3 separate regions of the Zea mays genome follow, and regions 2 and 3 are each linked to region 1. The links are chromatin contacts, called in public Hi-C maps. All regions are on one chromosome and are shown on one strand. The core of a region is the stretch at or near the end of the contact, and the rest is flanking DNA. Distances in the headings are between cores, read along the strand shown.

Evidence for each region. Hi-C and Micro-C count contacts between places; a contact is called where the count stands out from the background.
Region 2: a contact with region 1 is called in a Hi-C map of ear, with 1.9 times the contacts expected there. The contact joins the promoter of LOC100286281 here to the promoter of LOC100273786 in region 1. A contact is called at or near these places in 3 of 25 Hi-C or Micro-C datasets (bundle sheath, ear and tassel).
Region 3: a Hi-C map of ear shows a contact between it and region 1, with 3 times the contacts expected there. The contact joins the promoter of LOC100383197 here to the promoter of LOC100273786 in region 1. A contact is called at or near these places in 9 of 25 Hi-C or Micro-C datasets (bundle sheath, ear, leaf and 2 more) and 1 of 3 datasets of contacts at active chromatin or transcription factors (leaf).

What each region holds. Positions count from the first base shown.
Region 1 is chr2:230,865,120-230,868,475 of Zm-B73-REFERENCE-NAM-5.0, forward strand. It overlaps LOC100273786, which reads left to right and starts at 1,486. Exons shown (of 16, transcript NM_001157961.2): 1 at 1,486-1,661; 2 at 1,797-1,860. The coding sequence starts at 1,557.
Region 2 is chr2:231,105,861-231,109,216 of Zm-B73-REFERENCE-NAM-5.0, forward strand. It overlaps LOC100286281 (virulent strain associated lipoprotein), which reads right to left and starts at 1,755. Exons shown (of 3, transcript NM_001165736.1): 1 at 629-1,755. The coding sequence starts at 888. LOC100278623 reads left to right here and starts at 1,945. Exons shown (of 9, transcript NM_001357827.1): 1 at 1,945-2,218. The coding sequence starts at 2,112.
Region 3 is chr2:230,684,037-230,687,392 of Zm-B73-REFERENCE-NAM-5.0, forward strand. It overlaps LOC100383197, which reads left to right and starts at 1,755. Exons shown (of 1, transcript NM_001175859.1): 1 at 1,755-3,133. The coding sequence starts at 1,926. The coding sequence ends at 2,831.

The DNA of each region.
Region 1 (3,356 bases), core at 236-2,735:
TTTAAATTGGATCAACCATCTCCTGCATGAGTAATTGATTGTTGCTGCCATTGTTGCTTGCCTCATTCTCCTCGACGCATTTGAATATTTTTTACCAATCAATAATAGATCTATAAAATATATAATAGATATTTTATATTATTAATTGAAGTTGGAGTTATCTTACAAACCAAACAGTTTAAAACTATGCAAATTCCACGGTGGAGCCACTCCACAATGGAGATAGTAGAGCAGTGCTAAAAATGGTGGAGTAAAGGAGTCACAAACACTCCTTAGAGCATCTCCAACAAGGTGCTTAAAAATAGTGCCCCAAAAAATTAAAATACTACATCATTTAAAGAGTTTAGAACATTTAAAATAAATTGAGCTCCAACGATTAGGCCCTAAATCATGTATGTTAAGAAGTAAATTATATTATTAAAAGATGAAATGCTAAGAACGATATAGAAATAAGGATTGTCACTAATATGAAGTGTAGTATATTTGGATACCTTCATGATGTGCTCTATATTTTTTGATAAAAATTTATAAAATAAAACACCGTTAGAGCTATTTTTTATGGGTTGAGACCTATATTTAAAAACATGGCACTAATTTAAGTCACTGTTGTAGATGTTCCTAATAAACTTGTTTTACCGTTTCTTATCTATGTAATTAGTTTATAACTAGTTAGATACATGTGCATTGCTATGATTTCCATATATGATATTGGTAGACTTTTTATATTATGTCTGAGTATAGAATTTAAAACAAAAAATATGTATGTTGTAGTGTGAATGTGGAGCCAATAACCAAGATATTTATGTACATTTTTACTTTATGACGATGATGGAACATGTTGAAATTGATGCTTATACATATAGATCTCTATATATACATAGAACAAAGTACACGTACATTACTATAGTTTCTATTTACAAGTATAAAATATAAAACACAGAGACATACTTCCTCCGGTGCAGTAAAGGTAGTCGTTTAGGACATGATTGTGCATACCAAGGAGTGATTAATTATCATGGAATTTTTCCTGTTTGCCTTTATTAAATAGGGATATGAGTGCATTAACATCATCAAAACAATTAAGTTCGATTGGTTGCTGTAGCACCTCTCGAGGCATTCTAGACTAGAGCTTTCAAGCTCGATTCCCCTTGAGCGTAGCTTTTTTTTTCCGATGCAATCAGTATATGTTATGCTAGTTAGGTGGGTATGAAACTGTTGTATTATAATAGTAGAAAAGAGATATAAATTAAACTAACTAATATTTAAATATCTAATATGGTAGGACTAAAATTTTTAGTCGTGCGGATCAAATCCGAAAACACTCGACTTTGAATTGGAAAAGAAGAAAAAGGCAAAGAAAATCAATCCTCGCCGCCGATAAATCCACAGTTCAAAGATCAGGCCGACGGCTTTCCATTGTGCGTCCCGAGGGGAGATATTTATTTTCCGTTCCGTTTTCCCCGTCAGAAAGGAGTACTTCCAACAAACTGCTCCGCTTTCAGCACCTGCCCAGCGGAGGAAGAGTGCGGATTGCGGCGGCGCCGGCGGACGAAACAATGGCGTCGGCGAGGGACGAGCATCTTGATGGGATTCGCGCGCTGATGGCGGCCCACTCGCCGCCGCTCCACGGGCTGGTCGTCCCCTCCGAGGATGCCCACCAGGTCCGTGCCGCGCCACGCCCCCGCGCAGATCGGGGGTGGATCGGATCTCCTGTTGGGGTCCGCTGGGCTAGCGTTAGGGTTTTATTTGATCGGTTCGTTCTACGGATTGATCCTGGCTGTGGATTGTTTGTGCAGAGCGAGTACGTGTCGGAGCAGGATAAACGGCGGGAGTTCATCTCCGGGTTCACAGGGAGCGCTGGTCCGTGCTGACTGAATTTTTCATCCATCCGTCGCCTAATTTGTTGCTATTTTTGCTACTTATTGTTAGGTTCATGTGATTTTGGTATGGTTAGATACTTGGATTAGCTTTTAAGTGACTTTAGTCAGCTCAACCAGTTAGCACTTAGCAGAAACTTAAAAAAAAACAGTTAACACTAGCACGACACAACAATCTACGATTACGATTCTGCCATCTTGTTCTCAATAGGTTAGCTCTTTCACAATGAAGTGCTGCAAATTGATCGATCCTTGTGGCAGTGTGGCCACAATGGGGCTTGTGGTTTCTGCATTCTGAACTGATTCTGCAATCATGCTAGATTTTAGCTGCAGAAATTACAGTTTAAAAATCAGCTACTGCAACAAGGTTTATATGAATCTTAATTAGCCTCATAAAAAAACCTCTTACAGGCTTGTGCATTTGGTTTTCTATGCATATTTCTTCTCAAGGTTTGTAGCATACAAATTCACATACTATGAAACCTTTGGAGCAATCAAGGATAGTTTTAGATTTTCTGTCACTAAAGGATCCAGCATGGGATAACTGGTTATTTTGGGGATTATGTGTTCGTGTTTGGCAGAAAGCAAACTCTATCTTGGGTAGATGTCAAATAGATAAATAAATTTCATTTACAGCTGAATACTGATTTTTTTAGAGACAACTCCATGTACAAAAATATGAAGATGCAATAGATAACCAATGGAGTCGTTTTCCTCTTCATGTAACCATTTTTATGAAAATTTGAATGTTCTTGTGTTCACTTCCCACGTACGCAGCACAAGGGACTAACTTTCAAAGTTCCAATTTACATGGTACGCCATTCAGCCATTGGAGTGCCATGTTCCAACAATTGAGTGCTACTTTGATTCTGTAATTTATTAAATGTAGATTATTTGACCAAGCATATTATCGTTCTATTTCTTTCTTTGCATATAAAGATAATATTTTTAACACTATATGAGTTTACCCATATGTTGCCAGAAGTGAAACTTATATTTCCTCAAGATTTCAACAAAGATGCTACCTCTGGTACCAAAATTCATGACATTTTGCACAGGACTCAAACTTTTTGAAATTTCTAAACGTGAAAGTTATATGTTACGACTTTGTTGAAAGGTGTTTCTGTAGTAAAAAATTATAGAATTTAATAGTTATATTCTATTGAAGGGCGGGCCTGGTGCAGCGGTAGAGCCTACCGTTTGTAACCGGAAGGTCCCGGGTTCGAGCCCAAGCCTCTGCATATTATGCGGGTAAGGCTTGACGCTTAAAGATACCCTTCCCCAGACCCTGCACAGTGCGGGAAGCCTACGGCACTGGGTACGCCCCCCCAATAGTTATATTCTATTATAAAATAGTGCGCCATTGTTCAAATGAACTATTTGTTACTGGAGGGGCAATAAAGTAAATTAATGATTGATTTGGACAAGAATGTATGTCTCAATGTCTATTGTTATGACAAATCCGTAGTTGGATGTGAA
Region 2 (3,356 bases), core at 505-3,004, 240 kb after region 1:
CACGGCCCTCCATGAGCTGCTCAGCAGGAAGCCAAGGCTGGAAGCCTGAGCAGCCCTGTGTGGTCGTTCTTTTAGGTTTAGTGCGTGGCGCGTATGTTACCTTTTGGTGATGTGTTGCGGGGAGGGGGGGGGCTTCTTTCCACCCCTCGGGTGTTGTATCTTTTTCTTCTTAAATGAAATGACACGCAACTCTCCTGTGTAATTCGAGAAAAAAAAGATATGTTGCAGTGTGTTAACCATAGATGATTTTTTTGGGGTAGCTGTACGTAAAGCTGCAATTTCAAGGAATACAGACGCAACTACTGAATTTAAACTTGCACCTTAAGCCACAATCGTCTCATATAACCTAAGTGATTCACACACAGCTGTCAGATATTCAAGTCGTATTTATATCTGTAATACTTGCAAAATCCAAAATAATATTGCACATATGTACTCTGGAAAACAGATGGACAACAGATTGTCAAATAGAGCTGACCTTGTGACACATTCCAGTGCAAATAGCAACTAAATCAGCACAATTTCATTGTTAGCATCACAGAAGAGTTATGCAAAGGGTGCAACAGTAAACATTTGACTCTGTAGGAAAAAATAATGTAGACTGCATAGTAAAGCAGATACTTCCCACCTTTTCTTTTCTTCTTGTAGCCTTTGCGTATCAATAGCATTCTTATTCTCTTCCAACCCAAGGTGGGAACTTTGAGATGCAGTAACTGGAGAGCTAATGACACTCGGACTGCTCTTTCTTCTGTAACGCTTCCGTGATGGAGGTGGACTATTGCGCCTCCTAGGAGATGGAGAACAGCTCTCACGCCTTCTCGGGGATGGGAAAGGGCTCCTCCTTCTGCAAGACAAAGATGAGCACTGTAAGGATAAAATTAGGATCATCACAACAATAGACAAGGAATTACCATTATCTCTTGAAGCCCTAAAACATGGGCAAAAGCAGTTACCTTAGACACTGTTACAGGGGTAGAGCATTCCACAGCAATACAGCACAGAGTAAAATCTTTGTAGATTCCATGCGTTTTACGAAAACAACTCTTGTTAGTCTGTATAGGCAGGTAATGCAAAACATGGCATAACTATATCTAAGCTTCATCTGCTGATATATTCCATGCTGCATCGAAGCATTTTTATTTTAATTCTGTAATGCAAAAGCATCCAAATCATTTTCCCCTTGGAAATCAGAAATCATGGTGTTATGAAATTTGACGTTCATAATCATATTTAATTCAAGTATGATATGGCACAATATACTACCACACTATCCACCTCTAACAGTCACAAACCAAGCTATAGTACAAAATTCGAATGAAGGCGATCAGCATCGCCTCAAATTTTTTACAGTACAAACCCCAAAAAAATAAAACGAAGACTCGCCAGATTTCTGTGGCGTGTGTCGGGAGATGTGGTCACCTATACGAGGGGCGATAGGGGGACCTGCTACGGCTAGGGCTTCGGTCCCTACGGCCCCTCCGGCCGCGGTACCGCTCGGGTGATGGCGACCGCCGACGCCGGCGCGGCGGAGACAGCGACCGCGACAGGTCGCGTTGCATCGTGCGCGACGCGATCTAGAGCCTCAGCGGAGCCGGATCTGGACGAAACCAGACGATCGGAGCCTTCGGAGAGGGGCGGAGTCTGGCTTGCTGGCTGGAAAGCGGGAGGACGCAGGCCAGGTCAGGTAGAGTCGCCCGCCGCCGCACGCGGGGGCCGATGAGGTGGGGGATGCTCGCAGCCCGCGGAATCTATCTGTGGGAAGTTGTAATTAACCTCCAAGGCTACGCCCAGGTATACAAGGTGGGCGCTGGGGAGAAGCAAAAGCAATCGGGCCACCAATCCCACAGCGTGATATGACCGCCCGGTCCAGCTCAGCCCAGGCCCATGTGAGTCGTCCGACCCGGATGAGTCCAGATCCAGACCCAACGTGACCGCGAGTCCCTCAAGATCACACAGTACCGGCAGGCGGCAGCAATTGGAGTGTTTACGCCGAGACTTGAAAACGGCATCAGTAGCAAACGGAGGCGACCACGAGCGACGGGGCCAGCCGCGGTCCCCAACGTCAGAGGATCTCGTTCCAGCTGCGGCAGGGCGGCCAACACCGGCACCTCATGGGCGCCGACGACGAAGCCGCCGCCGCCATGGAGGCGCAAGAGAGGGAGGCGGAGATCGAGAAGGCCATGCGCGCCCGCGTCGCAGACTTCAAGAAGCAGGCCGAGTGAGCACACTCTCTCCCCTTCCTCCAACTTCCGAGGCTGGCGTGACCGCCCTGCCCCTCGTCTATGGTTTGCACGCTCTAATGTTCAGGTCTATGGCGTATGGAATTAGGTCGCTTCTCGTGGTCACGTTTGGTCTGCCGTTGCTTGCTGCGGAGAAACGTGCACTGCGGGAGGGTTTTGGGCTAGTGGGGCGGTCTCGGGGGTAGGGTTTCTACTTCTGCTGTCCTGGTAGGAGATGAAGGCGAGCGGCGATGATGAATCCTGAATCATGGTCTTCAGAACGGGTGGTGCACGTCTCAGTTGCAGTTGGCAGCTCCTAGGGTTTTAGAGGTTAGGAGGAAATGGAAATTCGGGATATCAACTGTCAATGCTAGAGGCAACTGTATCTGTAAGAAACACTTAAACGGTGGAGATCTCTTCTTATTGTTTCATGCTCTGATGGCAGCCAGATGGCAGGTCTGTTTTCTGTGGTGCGAAACCATTTTCAGTTTTTGTTGTTATTCTTTCAATTCATTGTCTCCTGTATTTTGTCTTTTCAGGGGGTTTAACTTGTTTACTGCCCCTTATAAGTTGTGCTTATGTATAAGGCCTTGCCTGTTATAATTCCAGATATGCCGTGCTTGAGAACTTATCCTGTTTCCCAGTAGAACGTGAGTTTAGAATTTCCCCCTTTATCTTCAATTCATGTTGTTGGTTTCCACCATTTTATACCCAAGTTCTGCATCTGTGTTTTAGTTCACAGGAGCCAATTATTTCACTGTATACGCGTTGATCATTTTTTCATAAAAATGCTAGTCTACACGGTCAACTAAACAAAAGCTCATCTCAACCTGCATACAACCAAACAACAATGGTTCCATGTAAGGATACTGGCCCAATCGAGCCCGCATGCCATATCGAGCCAGACCTAAGCCTGAACGGGCAACCAATCACACCCTAAGCGTCTCCTAGGTAATTATGCAAGAGTAATATCATGTATCACGCATTCGTGAAATCCGTGAGTTCGTGACCATAGTTTATCTTTCTATCTATAATTAGTCAAACTTTCATATACTAGCGAAGTCTTAAATTGCTTTAGGCAGAACAATGCGTAGTTACTATCTCCTAAGCACTGCCTTCTAAAACAGAGGCCATTGT
Region 3 (3,356 bases), core at 505-3,004, 180 kb before region 1:
GGGCGATGCCCTGACATTAAGGATGGTGTTGGCTTCCAACCTAGGGGCAAGGACAACACTAAAATTAATGCCTAAGGAAAGAAAGATCCTCAATCTGTTAAGGACAAGGCTCTAATTGTTAGAGATGATAGTGCTTACATTGTTTATCCTAAGAACTATCATGCTCAACATGCTAAACATGCTCATGTTCATGATACTGATCATCATCATGCTTATATTTATGGAAATGAAGCATCTAGTTCTAGGTATACTACTTCACATGCTAAAACTACTAAAATGCCTAAAAAGATGGTTGATGCATCAATTGAGCCCAAATTGTCTTTTAAGACATTTGATGTATCTTATGTTCTTACTAGCAAATCTGGCAAAGAGTAGTTGTCAAATATGTTGGAGGCAGGCACAAGAGTCCAAGAACTTGTGTCTAGGTACCCAAGGTGCTTGTTTCTAATGTGAAAGGACCCAAGACCGTTTGGGTACCTACGAACAAGGCCTAAATCTATGTTGTAGGTTTATGCATCCGGTGGAATAAGTTGGATAATAGATAGCGGATGCACTAACCATATGATTGGGGAGAAGAAGATGTTCTCCTCATATGAGAAAAATGATGATCCCCAAAAGGCAATCACATTCGAGGATGGGAATCAAGGTCTGCTAAGAGGTCTAGGTAAAATTGCTATATCTCTTGACCATTCTATTTCAAATGTATTCCTTGTAGATGCTTTAGATTACAATCTGCTTTCTGCTTCTCAATAATGTCATATGGGCTACAATTTTCTATTTACAAATGTTGGTGTTACCGTTTTTAGAAGAAGTGATGATTCAGTTGCTTTTAAGGGAGTCTCAAAAGGTCAATTATATGTAGTTGATTTCACAAATGAAAATGTTGAACTTGACACTTGCTTAATTGCTAAAACCAATATGGGTTGGCTCTGGCATCACCGAGTTGTCCAAATGAAGGAAGAAGCCGGCAACATATTAATTTATGTTGTCTTGGTTTTGACATCCCGAAGGATTCAAAAGCAAAAGCCCAACACGCCTTTTCACCCCCTTTAGGCGATTTTTATGAACTACATATCAACTAAAACTGTGAACTCAAACTGAAACTTGGGACATAAGCTCGGGACAGAAACTTGTGAACTTGGGACAAAAACTAGGGACTGAAACTTGTGAACTTGAGACAGAAACTGAAACTCGGCATGGTTCTCGACTTCTCGTAAACCGAAATTGAAAATGTACCTTTCAATACTCGACATGGAACATAATCACAGGTTCAGTAACTGAGCACCTTATGCTAGACAGGGGCCGACGTCGTGGGCGACACTCACCAGACCTACGTCTATACTGTGATGATTTTTGTGTGTCCGTGTTGAAGACGGAGAGACGAAGAAGATACTAAGCAAGACGGCGTCAAGAGACGGAGAGGGTATTTTCCACTTGTCAGATGTCTAAAGAACTCGGTGGGGGCGTTTTAACAAACAAACACTACCAGAGCGACCCAATTTTACAATGGCTACGAGTGGCTGCCTATTTTGAATAACGTCAACTACGAGTGACCTAATTTGCTAAATTCCTCACGGCGTTGAAGGTCATGTGTTGGCTATGAGCGTGCTAGGCCTTGCTAATGTGTAATATAAATCTCTTTTGATGTAGAAAAGCATGATCGTTAAATGGACTAAACAAAATTAGAAAACGGAACGTTAATTTTCAAGTCCTTTTTATCGTTAGTGTGTGCTTCAACCGGGTCTATGGCGGGACGACCGAATACCGGCGGCAACCGGTGTCCCTCTCCGTCCTCCTCGCGTGCACGGCTGACCGCGCTCTCCCTCCTCCGCTCTGCCGCACTTCTCGCCGCCCTACCCTGCTAAAAAATTCAGGCATCGATCGCTCGTCCTCCTCGGGACCTCGGCCTGCTCCAACTGACCCTAATGGCGGAGGCGCTGCTTCTCGCGTGCCACCTCGCCCTCTCTTTCTCCCTCCTCGCCGCCTCCCTCTCCCACCTCATCGTGGCCGCCGTCTCCCACCGCTCGCCCTCCTCCCTCCACCACCACCTCATCCGCCTGCTCCGCCACCCGCTCATCCGCCTCCTCCCGCCGCTCCTCGCGCTCCCCTTCGCCTTCCTCCCGCTCGCCTCCACGCCCCTACTGCCGCTTCTCCTCCTCCCTCCACTGCTCCCGCTCCTCCCGCTCCCCTTCCTCCCTCCCCACCTCCCGCTCCTCCGCCCGCTCCTCCTCACCCTGCCGCTCCTCCTGCTCGCCCGCGCGGCAGACCTCCTCGCCGCCTCGTTCCCTGACTCGGACCTCCAGGCGCACGCGCTCGCCGTCGCGCGCCTCCTCCTCCTCGCCGCGGCGGCGGCCTCTCTCGTCTCGTCGCTCTGCGCCTCCGCGCCGAGGGGCACGACGGCGGCCGGCGCCCACTTCGTCGCCGAGGCGGGGCTCGCCTGCGCGGGCGCCGTGGGCGGGCTCTGGGCGGCGCAGAGCGGGCTCAATCTTTACGTCGACGCGTGCGTGCCCACGGGGTGCCACCGCCTCCTCGACACCGGCAGCACCGCAGCGCCCGCCACGCGGTGCGACGTCGACGAGGCTAGGCTCAGGGCCGTCGCTGTCATGGATCTCGCCCTGTCCGTGCACTGCGTCATCGTGACTGCCATCGTGGCGGGGGTGCTCCTCGGGGTGGCGAGGTGGTTTGGGGTTGACAGCAGCGCTGGTACGGGGAGGAGGCATAATGGATCCTCCTATGATGCATTGCCCACAGTGGCATCTGCTGGGACAATGGTGGAGATGGAGCATTTGCAGGGGAAGGGTGTTGTTGGCAAGATGGTGGCGCAGGAGTGAAATATGTGCAATGTATTGGATTAACTAGGTACATTTCAAATGACTCGAGTATATGCCAGAGATGTGAACCCCTGAAATGGGTGGGGGGATTTGGCCGGTCCAAATGGTGGCAGAATTTGTTCTGTGGAATGCTGATCATTAGTTGCAATGAGAGTATACTAGTCACTGCTGCTGCAGATGAATTGCATTGTTCATTGGCTGTTGGTGCCCAATCTATGTCTGGACCATTGTTGTTGGTGGCCGGCTGCACTGATCTGAATGCTTTATTTATGTCCATGATTTGATATTTGGTAGTTTTGTCTACTTCAGGGGAATTTAATTTGCATTGTTTTTTGTTTATTACTTGATCCTTAGTTGTAGTTGTTCATTTGTAGCACTTGTGAAGCAGCATACATATTCACATAGTACCATTTAGGGATTTATTAGCTGTATTTGTTCGCCTGTGCTGACTTGTCCTTGAGCAAATCAGTCTTGCATATTCTTTCGTGAAAAACTTGAACAATTGGTACTTAGTTTTAGAAGACA